Linked DNA regions of Triticum aestivum: region 1 is linked to region 2. The links are chromatin contacts, called in public Hi-C maps. All regions are on one chromosome and are shown on one strand. Each heading gives the region's core, a stretch centred on a gene start, on an enhancer-like site or on the middle of the called end of the contact. The rest is flanking DNA. Distances are from core to core; before and after follow the strand shown.

Evidence for each region. Hi-C and Micro-C count contacts between places; a contact is called where the count stands out from the background.
Region 1: a contact with region 2 is called in a Hi-C map of leaf, with 6 times the contacts expected there. The contact joins the promoter of LOC123085202 here to the promoter of LOC123085200 in region 2. A contact is called at or near these places in 1 of 5 Hi-C or Micro-C datasets (leaf) and 1 of 1 datasets of contacts at active chromatin or transcription factors (leaf).

Annotation. Positions count from the first base shown.
Region 1 is chr4A:70,283,307-70,288,698 of IWGSC CS RefSeq v2.1, forward strand. It overlaps LOC123085202 (pto-interacting protein 1), which reads left to right and starts at 2,995. Exons shown (of 10, transcript XM_044506810.1): 1 at 2,995-3,737; 2 at 3,841-3,926; 3 at 4,025-4,143; 4 at 4,279-4,394; 5 at 4,504-5,232; 6 at 5,327-5,392. The coding sequence starts at 3,596.
Region 2 is chr4A:69,807,247-69,812,464 of IWGSC CS RefSeq v2.1, forward strand. LOC123085200 (protein EARLY-RESPONSIVE TO DEHYDRATION 7, chloroplastic) reads left to right here and starts at 3,262. Exons shown (of 4, transcript XM_044506807.1): 1 at 3,262-4,367. The coding sequence starts at 3,370.

The DNA.
Region 1 (5,392 bases), core at 1,745-4,244, 480 kb after region 2:
TTTCTTATGCGCGACGGGTGACAAACATCCGATGCGGCCATTGTTCTTACGCTCGGCGCGCGTCACCTGTTGCACTCAAATTCGCTCTTTGGATTTTGCGTGCCACGTAGACTCAGGACTTTAGTGGCAAAACACTGTCGACATCTATCTTCGTGTCATGCGTGCATTATGGTGTTTTGGACTTTGGACTTGTGTGACAAGCACGACATGCCGCTAACGTTCGGTTTGCTTAACTTAATTTGGAAGAAGAAATTATGACGAGCTTCATCTTCAAAGTGACTTTCGCTCCCGATTTCCCACGTGTTTTTCATTTTGTTTATATTTGTATAGGCGTATTTGGAGGGGTAAAAGTGGTATTTCCTGAGCCGCAGCATGATCTTTTGAAACACAGGTTCCACAATGAACTCATTCAGGTAGAGTGCTCTGAAACACGCCTCCCGTCTCGTTATTGTTTGTTTGTCAGCTGTTGAAGACGCCACTTTTTGTGCAGAAAAACACTTTTTTTTGCCCTAAATTGTACTCCCTTCATTCCAAAATAGATGACCCTATTTTATACTCTTTCCTAAATGTAAGTCTTTCTAGAGATTCCATTATGAACCATATACGGATGTATATAGACGCATTTTAGAGTATAGATTCACCCATTTTGTTTCGTATGTAGTCACTTGTTGAAATCTCTATAATGACTTATATTTAGGAACGGAGGAAGTACTAAATTTATACTAAAGTTAATACAAAATTGGATCACTTATTTTGAACGAAGGGAATACATGAACAATTTTTTCATGCCGTCAAATAGGGTAATTATCAGAAATGCTCTAACGTACATATGCATGCTGGTAATGAAAGTTACTTTCCAATGACCAGCATAACGCATGTTTCACGTTTGCAGGGATTGCGATCGAATTGTTTCTTAAGCGTGACGGCTGACAAACATCCGACGCGGTTATTGTGATTACACTAGACGTTTCCTTCGTAAGTACTTCCTTCGTAAAGAAATATAAAAGCGTTTTGATTGCTATAAAGTACGGAGGAAGTATTTGTACTCCAAACAGTTGGGTTTTGTACACTACGTGCTGGCACAATACACTGTCGCATCTATTCTATCATCGTGTCATGGAAGCCAAGTTTTTGCGTACCGGTCAGCTCTTTGTACTTGTGTGACAGGTACGACACATTCGGTTTGCTTAACTCATTTTGTCGCAAAGACTTTCGCTCCCGATTTGCTCGTGCACTTCATTCTTTTTCTTTGTAGATAGAACACGTGTATTTGTAGGCGTATTTTGAAGATGTGTTGAGTGACATGAAAGTGACATTGCGTGAACCGCCAGTCGATCGGCAGCATGATCGATCAGTGAGCGCAGATTCCAGAGTGACCCCATTCGGACTGGGTAGAGTGCTCTGAAACACGCCTCCCGTCCCGCATCTGCAGATATACTTTTTTTAAGAAAAGGTTAAACTCCCGGTCTCTGCATCAATCGATGTATGCAGTCATCTTTATTAATTATTCAATAAAGATTTAAAAAGCAAATACGTCAATTCATCTGAAGTCAGCACTCACACCTACAAACTCGATAATGTAAAGTGCTCTTATATCTAAAATTGGTATCGTCGTCGATCCATGCCGAAACTGGCCGCCGCCGCCCCGCGTCACTGCCGTAGGTCTGGCGGGCATGGACCGCTGCCCCCCCTAACCGGATCTGGCTGAGGAGAAACACCGCCGCCACCACTGCCGCACACAGACTTTGCATGTGAGTCCTCCGGCGGCGGCGGTAGGGGAGATGGCGTTGGAGAGGACCGGAGGAAGAGGAAGGGGGCGGGGGCGCTACGGTGCGGCGTGGCGGCGCCCCACGGGAGCGGGAGCGGGGTAGGGTTAAGGAGCCATCTGCAGATGTCCTGACGTGGCAATAATACAGATGGACGTAACATGAACGGATGTTGATCGTCGTTGAAAATCAACATAATACTAAACTACCAATGGTCCGCATCTGGGCATAGATCAGACATGAATTACTATTAAAATGTTGAACCAAGGAAAAGAAATTACTAAAACGAAAACGACCCGTACGAAGGATGATGCTTCCGCCGGTCAACCCTGCGTGCATGACTCAATCTGCAATGCAGTGTGCGATACGGCAGCACCAGGAACGCTAATCCCAGTGCATCTGCAAGCATTGGCATCTTCGCAACGAGGCCACAGACCAGTAACTATTTACTACTAGCAGTAGTAGGACAGTCCTACCGAAGCACCCCGTTTTACAAATTTGGTTGCCATGCGTGCGGAAAGATGAACCATGTGCCGAATGCGATTCAGATGTTACAGTCTAATAATCCCAAGAAATGCTACGACTAGTTAGTTAGATGCCTTTTTCTTTCCGAAAGAGTACAACCATGTCCCTTTTCCCCATCTTTTCCCCGTGTAGCCATGTGGATTCGGAGACTATTATCCCTCTCCTTTTCCACTCCCATTTTCCTTCCCAGTTTGTGTAGTACAAATCATCACCAACGGAGCTCCTCCCTCGGTCAATCCCCTAACCATCTTCCATCATTTTTCCTTCACCCCTCCAATCTCCTCCACCGAGAAGCTCCCGTCCCCTGCTCCTCGCCTTTCTCCGTCGCATCATCACAGATCCTGTTGCGCACACACAATACTCTTCTCCCAATTGACCATATCTATCTACCCATCCATCCCATAGCATTGCATCACCTCCACTTCGCTCTCTTTCGCTTCACCTGCGTCTGCGTGAGTGCGTGTCTCGGTCGCCGTCTCCGTTTCCTAGCCGTCGGCCTACCGGCGGCAGAAAAGACAGCAGCCAAGCAAAGCCAGCCCGCTCGCCGCCGCGGACCGCGACGACGACCGTCTCGGGCCGTTCAACCCAAGCCCCGCCCCTGCCCCGCGCGGCCTCGTGTCTTTCCTGCGGCATTCGTGGTTGGAGTGGTTGGGCGGAGCCCGCCCCCGCCCCCGCCCCGTGCCCCGCCTGCCGATGGTGACGGCCGCCGGCGTAGCGTGTCGCGGCGCCATGAAGGGTGAAATTTTATATACCATCGCCCCGGCTGAGGCCTGACAACCCAACCAGATTTTAGGTAGTTACCTCTGTCGCTTGCCGCCCGCTGCCCGCCTCCCCCCCTTCGCTCCGCCACATCTTCCGCCCGCTCGAACTCCTAGCGGTAGGATATATCTGCCGCTTCCCCCTGGCTCCTTGCGCTTGTACTGTATCTTCCTCCTCCCCGGTCCGTCGGTTCATCCCCCTCGCCCCCTACTCCCCTTTCGGCTCGAGTTAGATCATCCATCGGCTGTAAAGCGGGCGGGAGGCTTGGCTTCCGCGCGCGGGACGGGGCTCGCTTTCCGGGAGGCCGCCCCTGCGACGACAGCCGCGCCATTTTCTATTCCAGCGGAGGGAGGGGGAGGTTCCGGGTCGTAGTGGTGCTGCATTGGCTGCGGTAAGCGGGGCTCGTATCGGCCAACGGGGGAGGTCCACGGCGGTTAGTAGTTGAGCCGCCGACTGCGTGCTGTGGCGAGTGTTATCTATCGATCGCCATGGGGGGCAAGTGTGGTTCCTGGTGATTCTCTCGAGCTGCCACTGGTGGGGGGAGCATGGCGGGGGAGGGCGTCGGGCGGTGCATACTGGTGGGGCTGCACATGGACGCCGTCGGCAAGGAGCTTCTGCAGTGGGCGCTCAACCAGGCGGCCAGGAGCGGCGACCGCGTCGTCGCCGTCCACATTTACCGCAAATCCGGTAGGTACCCTGCCCCCTATCCCATCTCCTGTCCGTCAAAAACCTTTGCTTGCGTTGCAGCTCGACTCATGGCAGCATTTCCCTGTGCCTCGAATCGAAGGAGACCTGTGCAAGACGAACGCGCTGACGCTGATCAGGACGCTGGACGACTACCTGGCGGAGTACGAGGCCATCTGCAGCAAGAAAGACGTGCGTAAGCAAGCAAGCACGATGCCTTCACCGCCATTAATGTCGCTGGCGGTTGCGCTCATGTGCTGGTATTGATGGTATGGTTTCATGTCCGTCAGATCGTCCTCGTGGGGCGGGTCACGCCGGGGAGCTCGATCCAGAAGGTGCTGGTGAAGGAGGCCAAGCTCTGCGCGGCCATGGTGGTGGTGATCGGCGCCAACAAGAAGTACTCCTTCGGGTCAGTCAGTGCCGATGCTCACCTCTCACCTCCCAGCAGCAGCAATCTTGGCGTGATCCAACTGTTTGTTTTCTGCACGATTCATTAACGCACACACCAAAAGTAATCGATTATTTTACCTGTGTGCTCGATCAGTGGCTCGACCGGCCTCGCCAAGTACTGCGCCAGGAAGCTCCCGGCGACGACCAGCGTCGTCGCCATCCAGGGCGGCAAGGCCATCTTCGTCAGGGAGGCCCCCCGGCCGCCACTTGGTCAGTAGAGTACTGACTCCCGATGTTAGCTGCGAATTGATTTCGGTTGGTGAGTGGGTGATTGATTGACGGATTAAAGCGTTGGGTGGCTTCGTTCGTCGTCCTGCAGGAGCAGAGCCCAAGCCGGTGCTCCGCACGCTGCTGCACCCCAGCGTCGGCATGGAGCCCAAGGTGATCATCCCCAACCCCAACCGCCGGAGCGCGCGGTCCATGGACTTCGACGCCACGGGCTGCGGCCAGTGCGCCGCGCCGCCGCAGCCCAAGAAGCCCTGCGACGACCACGACGCCGCCGACGCCAAGGCCCTCGTCGTGCGCGTGCCGGCGCCAGAGCAGAAGCTCGGCTGGCCTTTGCTCCGGCGCGCGCCTCCCGCAGCGCAGGCCACGACGAGAGACCACGAGACGACGCGCAAGCAGTCGGTGGTGCACTGGGTGATGAGCCTGCCGCGGCGCTCCTCGCCGTCGGCGTCCCCGGAACCGGCGCAGGAGGGGCTGGCGGCCGAGCTGAGGCGGGCGCTCGCCGGCGCGCCGTCCCGGTGCCGGTGGTTCCGGTACGAGGAGCTGTACGACGCCACGAACCACTTCTCCCCCGGCAACCTGGTGGGCAAGGGCGCGCACAGCCGGGTGTACCGGGGCGGGCTGGCGAGCGGGCAGCGGGTGGCGATCAAGCTGTGCCGGGCGTCGGCGGAGGCGTCCAAGGACTTCCTCCGGGAGGTGGACATCATCACCAAGCTGCAGCACGGCCGCATCGTGCCGCTCGTCGGCGTCTGCGTGGAAGGCCCCAACCTCATCTCCGTCTACCGCTACCTCCCCCGCGGCAGCCTCGAGGACAACCTGCACGGTACGCCACCACGCTTGCACACCACGACAAACTACGCTACTGTATTTTGGCTGCGTCGATGGTCTACAGCGGCCTTGGGCATGTGATTTCGCAGGGAAGAAGAGGTCGAAGCCGGCGCTGCCGTGGGAGAAGAGGTACCGGGCGGCGGTCGGGGTGGCCG
Region 2 (5,218 bases), core at 2,012-4,511:
AGCTTTGCTCAGGCCCTCTTATAGCGTTGCTAGTTGCAGGTGAAGATTGGAGGCCGTTCCTTGTTGGAACATTTATTTACTTGTTGGGATATCATTATATTGCTATGTTATCTTAATGCTTCTATATACTTGGTAAAGGGTGGAAGGCTCGGCCTCTCGCCTAGTGTTTTGTTCCACTCTTGCCGCCCTAGTTTCCGTCATATCGGTGTTATGTTCCCGGATTGTTGCGTTCCTTACGCGGTTGGGTTATAATTGGAACCCCTTGATATTTCGCCTTGATTAAAGCTTTTCCAGCAATGCCCAACATTGGTCTTACCATTCGCCACCTAGCCTTTTCTTTCCCTTGGGTTCTGCAGACTCAAGGGTCATCTTATTGTACCCCCCCCCCCGGGCAGTGCTCCTCTGAGTGTTGGTACAACCGAGCGATGTCCAGGGCTACGAGGGGCAACTTTGGGCTGGCCTACCCGACGTCTTGCTCATCCGAGTGTGCCCTGAGAAAGAGATATGTGCAGCTCCTATCGGGATTTGTCGGCACATTCGGGCGGTGTTGCTGGTCTTGTTTTAACCTGTCGAAGTGTCTTGAGTTACCGAGATACCGAGTCTGATCGGAACGTCTTGGGAGGAGGTCTATTCCTTCGTTGACCGTGAGAGCTTGTCATGGGCTAAGTTGGGGCTCCCCTGCAGGGATTGAACTTTCGAAAGCCGTGCCCGCGGTTATGGGCAGATAGGAATTTGTTAATGTCCGGTTGTAGATAACTTGAACCATAATTAATTAAAATGAATCAACCGAGTGTGTTACCGTGATGGCCTCTTCTCGGCGGAGTCCGGGAAGTGGACACGGTGTTGGAGTAATGTTTGTGCAGGTTGCTCTCTAGTTTCTCGCTCGTGCTTTGCCTCCTCTTCTCGCTCTCTTTTGCGAATAAGTTAGCCACCATATATGCTAGTCGCTTGTTGCAGCTCCACTTATATTTTACCTTACCATACCCTTAAGCTCAAATAGTCTTGATTGCGAGGGTGCGAGATTGCTGAGTCCCTGTGGCTCACAGATTACTATTACACCAGATGCAGGGCCCGATGATTCCGCTTCAGGAGACGCGTATGAGCTCAAGTGGGAGTTCGACGAAGACTCTCAACGATACTATGTTTCCTTTCCCGATGATCAGTAGTGGTGCCCAGTTGGGGGTGATTGGGACCGTGTCGCATGTTGGGTTCTCTTTTATTTTGGCGCCGTAGTCGGGCCATGAGTGTTTGGATGATGTAATGTTAATTTATGTACTTGATTGACGTGGCGAGTGTAAGCCAACTAAGTTATCTCCCCTTTTGTTATTACATTACATGGGATGTTTGTGAAGATTGCCTAACTTGCGACATATGTCTTCAATGCGATTATGTCTCTAAGTCGTGCCTCGACACGTGGGAGCTATAGTCGCATCGAGGGTGTTACAGCACTGTAGGCCTTTTCACCTCCTGTGTGCCACTGTGGCAGCCCCTTTTTCCTATAAAAGGAGGCCCGAGGCGACTAGAAGAGGGATTCGGCTTTTTGAGACAGCACAGCCACCGTAGCTAGTTTAGAAAGCTCAAGAACACTCAATACATCCACCAAAGCAGGACTAGGGTTTTACGCATTCTCGCGGTCCGAACCTGGGTAAACGACCCGTGTGCTAGCTCCTAAACCTGCTCTTCTCACGACCCCGCGCCCGCCGACCGTAGAAAGGATCCCAGTGATCCCATATGTGTCGTTCTCACCGACAACAGGCGATTGTGTGCTGCCGCCGTCGCCGCCGTGGCTAACCCCAATGACACCTGCGCCCAAGACGGCCAAGAGGTACGTCTGGACCGGCCAGGTGCATGAGTTCGTCAGCACCCCCCTCCCCCCGGTTTGGCTTGGTGCCACGCCGGCGTAGGAGGCCATGTACCCCGAACATTGGCGGCAGGGTCGGCTGGCGAACAAGCGCGCAGACGCCGAGCAGCGCATGCAGAGGGAGCGGGAGGAAGAGGAGGAGCGCGCCCGCGTCGCGACATTGCCTCCGCCGCAGCAGGCGTTGGAGGAGGCAGCCCTGGCGGCCTATCAAGCCGCCTTCGGTTGGACTAGGCCGCCTCCCGTCTTCATTGACCTTGCCGGCGACGATGACGATGGCAAGGGTAAGGCCGACGCCTAGGACTACGTGCGGACACCAACTTTTAGTTTTTGTTTTTATGAATGTTTAATTAAGTTTAAGTGGACTTTGGTCGCGGATGACCGGACATTTATTGTAAATTAAGTTCCTATTTTTGTTATATTTGCCATGCGTGGTTCATTTTGTTTTTCTATTATATGCACGTAAATTTGGATCCGCCTTTTGTTAGGCGCTCAAGCCGACCCATATGAAAAAGCAGGCGCACCCGTCTGCTTAGCCGACCCAAACGGACGAAAAGCGAACAAACCGTAAATTCGTTTGGATCGGCGCGTTGGAATTGGACCAGGATCATCTGACGTACTGCACCCTTGACGTGGGGCCACTGACAGGGCCCGGGGCCATCTGTCAGTGTGCCAACGGCACGTCGGGGGAGTCGCGTCGGTTGGAGTTGCTCTAATGCACACAGCCAAACGATGTGCAAATCATAGTTTTTTCCCCCTATTTCTTCACAGTCAGGCCAGCTGGGACCAATATGCAAAGTGTGAAAAACCACGCGGACAACCAACGACGTTCGTAAAGATGAAGAAAATGCGCAGACAAATGTGGAAGCCCGATGATAGATTTGATGCCCACCGCTCCGCCGCGCTGTCCCGCCGGCCCGCCCGTGCACGTCGGCGGAAACAGAAAACATGTTGACTACCGTCTGCCGTCGGCGACGCGGTGAACGGAAGCCAACGTACTACCACCGTCGATCGTCGCTCCGAAGTTGTGCAACGGCGGACCGCCAGGTACCGAGAAGCTGCACACACGTGAACTCTGGAGCGCGCCAGTTCGTGTTGGCCTTCCCAAAGCCATATTCTTTTGCCGGCGCCTCCGTGGCCGGTGAGCTGTTCCCGACGGTGTCTACGCGTCCTCCTCCCTTGCCTTCCGGTTCCTTTCTTCCAAAGTCTTCTCGTCTATCGGGATCCCCCTTTGCCACCGCCATCTCTGTGCCCACCTGTGTGCCGCCGCGGAAGCACGGCCGTCTCGTCCCTGACAGGCTGACACGCTGCCGACCAGCTCCGCGTCGCCGTCACGGGCGCAGGAAATCCCCACGCACCTGGGCGCCACCGCGAATGAACCGTCGCCCTCGCCGGTTCCACCCCTCGCGTAGTATTAAAATCCCCTGCGCCCGTTTCATCCCCACCACGTTCCCCTCTCGATCCGGCGAACTGTGTGTGACACGACGCAGCAGCCGACCAGCGAATCCGCCATGGCCTCCGCCTCCAAGCAGCAGAGCATGTACCCGGAGGTACCCCAGTCCCACCCCGACCACAACACCGCCTTCCAGTACAATCCCGCCGCCGCCAGCAGCACCGGCGGCGAGTCGCTCTACCCCACCATGGACCCGCACGAGATGGCCGAGAACCTCTTCCCAGCCGACGCGGCCGAGGACGCCGCGCCGGCCCCGCCCACGGTGGAGGAGACCCTCGTCGACGTGCCGGGCGCGCAGCTCCACCTCGTCGACCCGGACCGCAGCCTCGACCTCGGCGCCGGCACGCTCTCCATCGTGCGCCTCCGCCAGGGCGACCACTGCGTCGCCGTCCTCGCGCGCCTCACCCCGGACAAGGCCCACAAGCGACGCGGCGTCTTCGGCTTCCTCAGCAGCGGCCGCTCCAGCGACGCGCAGGAGCCCGTGCAGTGGCCGCTCGCCGGCGACGTCGCCGTCGTCAAGCTCGACGCCGGCCACTACTTCTTCTCGCTCCACGTCCCGCACTCGGACCACCCTGACGACAAGGAGGACGCCGAGGCGGAGACGGACGCGGACCGGGAGGCGGCGCTGAGCTACGGGCTCACCGTCGCCGGGAAAGGGCAGGAGCAGGTGCTGGAGGAGCTGGACAGGGTCCTCAAGGAGTACACAACCTTCTCCGTCAAGCAGGTCGACGAGGAGGCCGGCGGCAAGTCGGAGGTCATGGACACTAGGGCGGTGTCGGAGATCACGCCGGAGGAGGCTGCCGGGGACAAGAAGGAGGAGATTGAGGAGCAGTCCGCGGCGTTCTGGACGACAATCGCGCCCAACGTGGACGACTACAGCTCGTCGGTGGCGAGGCTTATCGCCAAGGGCTCCGGGCAGCTGGTAAGGGGCATCATCTGGTGCGGGGACATCACAGCTACGGGCCTCAAATGCGGGGAGGCGGTGTTGAAGAAGGGCGCGGGGGCGAACGGCAAGCATACGCAGGTGAAGCCGAGCTCCCTCAAGAGGATGAAGAGGTATGGATGAAGAAACTTACTATTCTCTCTATATATTGCAGAGCAGCTCACATTGGAGTAGCTTAGATGCACTTTCTTAATCTGGCATTTGACGAACTAAATGATACGCTAAATTTACATTTCTACTGCTCCTGTTAAGCTGCAGCATTGGATGAACTAAAATTTAATGAATGAGATGACTCACCTTTTGCCATTACTTGGATCGTCTAAGATCAGGATTTGGATAATCAGTTATAGCTTCGTTACATGTCATGTCCAGAATAGTCAGGGTTCTTACTAGTCCTCCATTGCATTGCACTTATTGAACAGAAAATAAGTATTGATTATGCGTTACATTGTTTTTATTATTACTAGCAAAAATTATGAAGTTCTATTGTAGCTCTATTCAACAGAGCAGGGTCTTTTGTTTGTCAGATACTCCAGTAGGGTCTTCTTCATGTTCTCTTCTGTGTCTAAAAAAGGACATGGACAAGAAGACAAACCCTTTTTTGGTTGTGCAAACAAAATGTCTCACCCAGATGTAACCCCCATTAAGAGGACGACACATCTTTATTATGAAAAAATTGACCATTAACTTAGCCAATGCCACCAGTGTCCATTATTTGCTTCCTATCCTGGAAGACACCTGGCATATCTTGATAACGACGAGTGATATCTTTGCCATGCCGACATGTGTGCATTATGATGCTATAAATTTAAAGATACCATTATGGTGCCGACATGTGTGCATTTAGTGTGAGATGTTTTCAACTTGATCCGGATCCTTATCAATGCATGCCTTAGCTGAACTGGCAAGCTACTCAGTATAGTACTAGCACTATTTCTTAATGGAAATATGCATAGCAGCATAG